Regions from separate parts of the Zea mays genome. Here region 1 is linked to region 2. A link is a contact called in public Hi-C data. All regions are on one chromosome and are shown on one strand. The core of a region is the stretch at or near the end of the contact, and the rest is flanking DNA. Distances in the headings are between cores, read along the strand shown.

What was found. A called contact is a pair of places that touch in the nucleus more often than the background predicts.
Region 1: a Hi-C map of bundle sheath shows a contact between it and region 2, with 2.3 times the contacts expected there. The contact joins the promoter of LOC103635109 here to the promoter of LOC100274176 in region 2. A contact is called at or near these places in 5 of 25 Hi-C or Micro-C datasets (bundle sheath, ear, leaf and 1 more).

What each region holds. Positions count from the first base shown.
Region 1 is chr8:40,841,025-40,845,196 of Zm-B73-REFERENCE-NAM-5.0, forward strand. It overlaps LOC103635109, which reads right to left and starts at 1,356. Exons shown (of 4, transcript XM_020542612.2): 1 at 785-1,356; 2 at 355-700; 3 at 157-278; 4 at 1-64. The coding sequence starts at 643. The coding sequence ends at 17.
Region 2 is chr8:40,674,376-40,678,554 of Zm-B73-REFERENCE-NAM-5.0, forward strand. LOC100274176 (Mitochondrial substrate carrier family protein) reads right to left here and starts at 1,473. Exons shown (of 6, transcript NM_001148550.2): 1 at 1,278-1,473. The coding sequence starts at 1,354.

The DNA of each region.
Region 1 (4,172 bases), core at 106-2,605, 170 kb after region 2:
ATTTTTTATTGAGTCCCTAACTGAATTTTTTTCTTGGTTTGTATGCACCTGAGATAAATGATATCTAAACAAACTAGTTAGTCCATGTGGTTTGTGTTGTATGTCAACCACCAATATCGATTATAGGAAATGGTTAACCCTATTTCGCTTTCAGACCTGCGTCGCAATAGCGCCATCACAAGCAATTGAAAGCTTGCGCACTTCATCCTCTGCCGCCTTCGGCACCTCCTGGATTGCCTTCATAGCGTCAAGGGCCTCGGAAAACTTCTTCTGAAGATCTGAGAAGGAGGAATCATGAAGCGATCATGAATAATGATTGTACCTAAAGAAACACCCAAGACGAAGAAGACCTACCTCCGGCCATCTCTCGCTCCCGTCGAAGGTCTGAGTTAGCCTCCTCAAGGCGGGTGTTCGCCACTCGCACTATCGATTCGGCTTCTTCAGCCCGTGGGGTCACCTCGCGCAGATCTTGCTGAAGACGAGTCCTTTCCCCACGAAGACGCTTGGCGTCCTTGTGCGCCTCATCACGCCCCGACCTAAGGTGTGTGGCCTCAGCCTCGAGGCACTCAGTCTTGGCTCGGATGCCTGAAAGCTCCCGATCTCTCTCCTCCGAGCAAGCCACCTCCTCCTGCAGCCTCTCCATCTCCCGCTGCGTGGCCTACAACGCCTCCCTTCGAGCCGACGATCGGGAGTAGAGACGCTGAAAAAAGCAACTCGACGGCCATGTTTAGCCATGACTACAAGAACTCGGACAAAGGAAAAACAAATAGGAAGGGGAACCAACTTGGCTTTGCGGAATGATGTTCCTCGTCATCAACAAGCGGGCGATCGAGACTGCCTCGCTAAAGTTGTGAAGGAAACACTCCACCGACCCAGGCTGCTGTCAGCCCGGACGACAATCATCTCGATTATTTGCCACTCTTCTGCCTCCATCTCCTCCCCTTCGAACCCTCAAGGATGAATGGAGGAAGATCCCCAAGGCCCCCTTTGGGGCAAGAAGGGGAAGCGGTGACAGCACATGAGAGGAGGAGGCAAGCGCCGGAGGCGACGGAGCCCGAGACTCGACACCCATCGCATTTGCCACTGCCCCGAACGTGTCAATCACCACTACATCATCCAAAGGAGGCAAGGCTGGTAGTGGCGATGGTAGGGGGTGACCGCCTCATCCACCGTAGGGGAGGCACCCGCAGCGACAATCGTAGCTACGGGGACCACCCTGAGGTCGGGTGAGGACCTCTACACCTCCAGAATGGAGACGTCAGCAATGGGTGACCCCGGTGCCCCTTGGGCGACATGGGCCGATGGGGCGGCCACAATAGTGGAACTGGATGCCACCACTAGGGGGAGACTAACCAGAGTGACAGAAGGAGTCACCCTAGTAGTTATAGCTACGGTGGCGGCTCAGGAGGACGATGCATCCCATTCGCCGTGAGGGCCTCCACCTTCATAGTCTTCCCCGAAACATACGCGTTGACAAAATCGATGCAATCAAAAACATCGAACAGAGGCAAGGAAGAGAGGAAGAAGGAAATAGGCAAAACGACAAGCTTACCAAGAGGAGCACGCTAGGGCGACCACATTTCTTTGTGTCCGAGGATCTGGAGATCGGCGCTGGAGCAAATGAAGGGGCGCGAACGAGGGAGACACAACTCCACGTCGCGTTGCCAAGTCGGTCAATGCCGGAGGGAGCGACACCATCTCACGTCCGGCCGAGACCATGGGAGTGGAGGACGACCCAGCTGCCCCCGGCATTCCATGATGAGGCCCCGATGATGTAGTCATCGGAGCAATGGGCACGGTTGTAGAACCGCCCAACTGAGGGAGAACACTTGAGCTCGCTTCGACGCAATTAGGGAAAATGGGTACGCCAAGGACAAATGGTTCCCCGCCCCACTAGAGGTCATGGAGGTCATATCCTCCATGTCCATGGATGGAGTAATGCTCTCCCTAGGCATGACAGAGGCAAGACGAGCCCGCTTCTTCTCCCTTTTCCTCTTATGGCGATGCTCCAAGCTCGCTGCCGCTAGGTGGATCACAAGAGCGCTATGTCAATTACTTGTAATAAGCAATATAAGATGTTTGTACTGAGTTGTACATTATGAAACAGGTGGTAGTGCTCTAGAACGCTACTAGTGCTTTTTGGCACCTTCAATGAAGGCAAGTGAATTGTAGCGGTGGTTTGCTACAATTTTGACTTCTTATTTTCGTCACCTACACCTTAATATTTAGTAGTTTGTCGTGAAATATTACATGAACTTGATGTTGGTCATTCTGTTAGCTAATGGATATGATGCTTAATTCTATACATATGAAAATGTTGTTGTTCTAGCATAATTTGTGTGGTAAACCACATTTATTTAAAGATAGCAAAGTATCATTGATGTATCTTATTAATTGAAGCATGCCATGTGCATATCATGTTTCATTGCATTTGAAGTTATGTTGTGACCTATGGTCCTACCATACCGGTACAATATAGCATCGTGTGTTGCCCGATGAGGGGTGTGATATGGCTCCATACCCTTCGTGGTATGTAGACAGAAGGCATATGCATTGCATTCATATGCATTCATTCAAGTACTTGCAGATGTCGAGGACATGAAGTGATTAACAAACCTGGTGTGGTTGTTCGAGATGAGATAGTATTTTAGATATTATAGTTATTAAATTCTTTATCTAAAAGTATTATTCTTATAAATTGAAGTTACTTAAAATCATTGATAATCTAACTTGTAATTTAAATATCTTGTCAAAATAAATTTGCTTGCTAAGATGTTTCATCTCACGCTTGCCAAGGGGAAGGGGAAGTAGCAGCACATTGCTCATATGGTGTAAAGACTCATTAAGAACCAAACATTTAGTTTTTCTTTATTAAGTTTGAGGTTGATATTTATGAAGTGGTGTAAATGTTATTTGTAGTCATCGTGGTTGCTCATTCTTGCTAGAGGGTTATTCATGTTAGTGCGATGCATTATAATTGATTATGTCTTTTGCTTTCGTGATGCTTACAAATACAATGTAGAGGCTACCAAATTTTATATTTTCTTAGTTTACGGATGTTGGTAATGAAGTTTAATAGCATCCCAGGATGTTTGCGGATTCCAGGGTGTTACAAGGCTTCTTTTGTCTACCCTTGCTATGAACCTATTTAGTGATGCCAACCTACCTACTAATCTCTGAGCCCCCTATCCATCCAAAATATTTGTTCAATCTTTGTTGGGTTTTCTACAATTCCTTTAGTAGACACCAAACATCTAAGGAACTTTCCTTTTCTTATTCTAAAGACATGTGTCAGGATTCAACTTTAGACCCACCCATTGAAAATCGACGAATGTTTCTTGTAAATCTCTTTAATCTGATCTTGTTTTGTGCTTCAGATGATGATATCATCTTCTAATCTAGGTAGTTAACAATTTTGTTGTCATCCTGCTGAAACTGCCCCAACATTGTTTAGTCCCCTTTGGCATCCAAACATAACAATACATGCTATTGGGTGTGATGAAGCTTGTCTTTACCTCATCTTATTTTCTCATCCAATTTTGATGGTATCTTGAATAACTACCCAATAATCTCATCATTTCTCAAGTAGCAGTTGCAACTACTAACATGTTTTTTGGGCAATAGGAACTTAATCATCAGGTAGGACCTATTTAGATTAGTAAAATCAATGCACATCTATCATTTCCCATTGGATTTATTGACCATGGCTATGTTTGCCAAGCATTCTAGAAAGGTAATTTCTCTAATCACTCTAGCACTAAGGAGCCATTTGACTTCCGTTCTTGCTCCTTCTACCCTATCGTCGGACATGTTTCAAATCTTATGCTTTCTTGGTTTTATTTTTGGGTCCACATTGAGAGCATGCTCGATGATGCTTTTGTCCACTCCACATAAGTCATTTGTGGACCAAGCAAATACATCCTTATTATGAAACAAAAAATTTCTTGAGATCATTCTCTTGATCTTTGGATAACTAAGTGTCGAAGAAGACTTCTTGACCAGCTATATCTTCACATAGAAGGACTTGCTTTGGATGATCTGTGGCTATCGCCACTTCCATGATGTGAAGTTGGTGTGCTACTATTCTAGCTCATCAATATGGTACCTTTGGCCCTTGTTTTCAGTGTTTAGCATCGGCAACACACTACGGGATGTACCACAAAGTGCTTTTT
Region 2 (4,179 bases), core at 223-2,722:
AAATCCAAGCTATGGCTTGAGTTAAAAACTTCAGAAGTACAACAGTGTCTTAAATGGATGCCCTATCTTGAAATATAGGACTCAAACACATAAAAAACAACTCCAACAGTGCCCTATTTTATAAATTTTTATTAAAAAACTATAGGGCACACAATGAAGTGACTCAAATATACTACACCCCAGATTAGTGTCATATCCTTGTTTTCTACATCATCCTTAAACTTTTTCCCTGATAATGTAATTTGTTTCCTAAAATACATGATTTAGGGCTAAACTGTTGGGGGCTTGGGGCTCAATTTGTTTTTTAGTGCTCTAAAAACTTTAAATGATGTAGTATTTTAATTTTTGGGGCACTATTTTGAGGCACCTTGTTGGAGAATCTGAAACTGCAGTGATGTGTAGCATAATAATGTGTCATATATAAAAGCTAAAAATTTGGATTCCTTCCTATTTGAGGACGTGCTCTAATTCAACTCAGTGTCAAATTTCCATACAAAGATGAATAAGAGAAAAACATGAGTACATGTTAATGCCACGAGATTGAAGCAGATAGAAGTATATTAACTACCAGCCTGAAACATAGCAGCCGCTGCTGGAATTGGGAAATACAATCGATTCCTCTCTAACACGTAAAGTTTTGAAAATTAAGGCCCTGTTTGGTAGAGCTCCGATTGATTCTGATTCTATGTTAGAAGTGATTCACTGAGAGAAGTGATTATGTAGCCGAAAATTATTCTCAAATGAAACCATATGATAAACTATAGGGAAAGTCTGACTATGTGTTGGGAGTGAATCAGGAGAAGCAGTTTTTTTTAGCTCCCAGACCCTGTTCATTTCTAAGAATCAATTCTGTGTGGGAGTGATCCTCAGAAAACTTCACTCCACAGAATCTGGGAGCGGAGCTCTGCCAAACGGGAAATTTACAGCCTTCCAGAAGACCTAAGCCCGTTCCCCGTCCACATCTGCGGCACTGATCTCGTGGACCTCTGGCCTCTGCCGCGCCACACGCCCACCAAAAGATTGGGAAAAGACGCAATGCGCCCGTGAATCACCTTCCTGTAACCCACGCTCCCTGGCTGCCCATTCCTCATCCTTGCCCTGTGCCGAGCACGGGAACAAGCGGTGGGCTGACAGCCCAACCAAACTAAAAGCGCGCTGCCGATCCGGAGACGGACCAGAAGATGCGAGGCCGCAAACGTAAACCGCCCGCCAGGATGAAAAGATTCCTCGTTTTGGTTCTAAGTAACTCACTACAAGAAGGGAAACGTGGGGCGTACCTCTCCCAGTTGATATTGGCCTCCGCAAGCGCGATCCCGGCCGCAGACGCCTCCGAGGTATCCGCCGCCGCCGCCATAGACTCGACACACCCCTACACACAAGAGGCGGCTCCGCAAGAGGGAGAAATAGAGGAGAAGCAGAGGGGCGTTTGGTGCTGCTCCTCACTTCGCGCGCGTTTCCGGTGTTTATGAAATGGTGTCGGCGCCGCTGCAAGCGAATATGCGCACGAGGAAAAGAAGGCAGCGGCGGAGGCCGGGGGTGGGGAGGAAGGAGGCGGAGCCAGTTTGTTTGGGTGCGCCCTCGAGGCATTGGGGTTTTGGTTGGAAATTTCCAGCACGGGGGTCGGTGTCCCCCGGAGCGCGCTGCCCAACTTGCCATTCGTCCGGCCTCGGCTCACTGGACTGCGGGGCCTGAATTGGGCGCGGATTGATGTGGAACCGGGCGGAGCGTGTGGTGGGTGTTTCTCGCTTTCCTGCTCTCGGGGAGTTGTCGGAGTCGTAGGGACGAGACGAGGGCACAAACCGTGGAAAGCTCCACCAGCGAGGCAGCAGGAGAGCACGTGTCATAAGCCCATTGACCTTGCTTTCGACTTCGCCGCGTGGGTCAAAGAAGCCAGCGAGCCGGAAGGGTGTGACACCCGGTGTCTATTTTATATTGATGCTCGGTACCAAGTTAATAGTAAATGTTTCATCGAATTCCAAGTTAATTGATCTCGAAAAAGGCTAGATTTAGAGTCTGTTAAAACTTTTGTTTCTTAAAGCAAATGCAAATTCAAAAGTCAATCTCGTTTCGCAAATCCCGTTCAGACTCATTTATTCGAACTCTTGACAGTTGTTATTCGATCTGTGTCCGAATCCGATTTCTCGACATTCGATCTATGTTCGACTATTTAATTTGAATTCGCATTCTCCAGCAGATCTTTGTTGTGTTAACCTATAATTAATTTTTATGTAAACCGACTTGATATCTCTATATCATATTCATCTCTATCTATCAAGTGTATTCTGAAGATTTCTCTAAGTTTCAACGAAATACTCACATGAATAGATTAATCCTATTCTTGCTTGAAAATGCTCGTTTGAACAAATGCAAATTTTGAAGTTCAACTAAGCCTTGTCATCTTGCTCAAACAACTCTATATGAACTCTACAACAAAAGTTATTAAGGGTCCATGCAAGAAAATGTCGAGAAAAATACTCTGATTTGCCTTAAAAATATAATTATAAGCTTTATAACGATACTACTTTGACCAAAGTGAAATTTTAATTTATAATCAGAATATAAGGTTTGACCTTTAATAAAAGTTGTATAACCTATGTTATACAATAAATGTTACAATTACACCTAGCCTTGATTCAATCTCTAAGTATCTCAAACAGTGCCCTCAAGACAGAATAAAAATCTGATTTCAGGATTCAAATCCTTCTTAGTCTGGAATTAGTGTCGATCGGGTTGACGTCTCGCGTTCCCAAATTTTTGTTGAACAACTCGAGTTTCCCCAAATATAAAAGTTTTAAATAATTGATAGAGTAACAACATATTAAAAGATGGCATTCATCTGATTCCGTTTGATATGTTTTGACACCCAGTTTCCACTGATTTGATAGCAGCAACAAACTAGTTTTTGTGGGTCTTTATCTCTCTAACCCATGTCTGAATCACCTCAAGTTATGTACAAGATATGTAGAGTATAGATCAAGGAAAAGATTGTCTATAGTGACCGAGATCTGAATCCAAACAGAAAACACCAAAACTCGTCGTCCAAGGTCGGCACTGTAGCGCCCGCCACCTGTTAGACACTAGCAGGCCTACTCTGGAGCTTCTGCTCTATAAATAGAAGTCCACTCCTCTTCCTTCTCCTCCACGCCATTTCCTTCTCTAGCCAGGCCACAACCAACTCTCGTTCGCTCGCCAGCCCCATAGTCCGGCTAGGCCACCCCTCTGCTCCTCCATGGTGCTGGGAACTCCTCCGACACAGTCTGCTCCTGCTCGGATCGTACGTCTGCCAGGCTCCCGGCTCCACTGCGCGCGGCGCACGGCCCTGCTTCATCCTCTGTCGTGTTGTGCCGCCGCCCTGGAGCTCACCCCAGTGCTCGCTGGTACCGCCCTCCTGCGCGACTCGCTGGCCTCTCTGTTCATGAGCAAGCTATGTACGTGAGGTTGAAGATGATCTAGTGAGACTATGACAGATGGGCCTATGGTTAAGTGCACAAGTGACCAAATTGACAAATTTTTGTGTTGTATTCAAAAATTCATACTTTGAGTTTGGTAGCTCTTAAAATCATGAACTTGTTTTGTTGTCTTCCTTATAAAGTGCTCTGCCTGTTAGATCTATAAGTTGGCATGTTTTAGTGGAAAATTTCTGATGTAGAAATTCGTATTTAAAACTGGTTTAGAAAATAAATGAACTTGCTTCTCTCCATGGTTTTAATTTTAAAATCAAAAAATGATGAGACTAGTTTTGTTAATTAGATGGTGTCATACTCTAGCTAAGAAAAATATAAAACACATATGTTGTTTATTGTTTTCTTGGTGTGTTAATTAAAACATGTTAAATAGGAAAAAGAAGATTGATTTGCTTGTTATTTTTGGATCTGTAGCTCTAGTGCTCCAAATAGATTGAATTTTTTTACAATAGACCCTCTGTGTGATTCTTGGTGACTAGTAAAAATTTCAAGAATTTTGGTGCATGTATCACCGAGTTATTGATTTAGGTTGTTTGATGCACATTATGTAGTTTTAAATGGTTTATAAATAATATATGGATGTAAAAATGAAAACTGGTGTTCCACTGTCTTTACATGATGTTGTAGTGGGCTAATAAAACTTAATATGGTCATGCATTCACATAACATAATTAGTTTTAGATTTAACTTGCTCTCACATGCTTTATTGCATTAA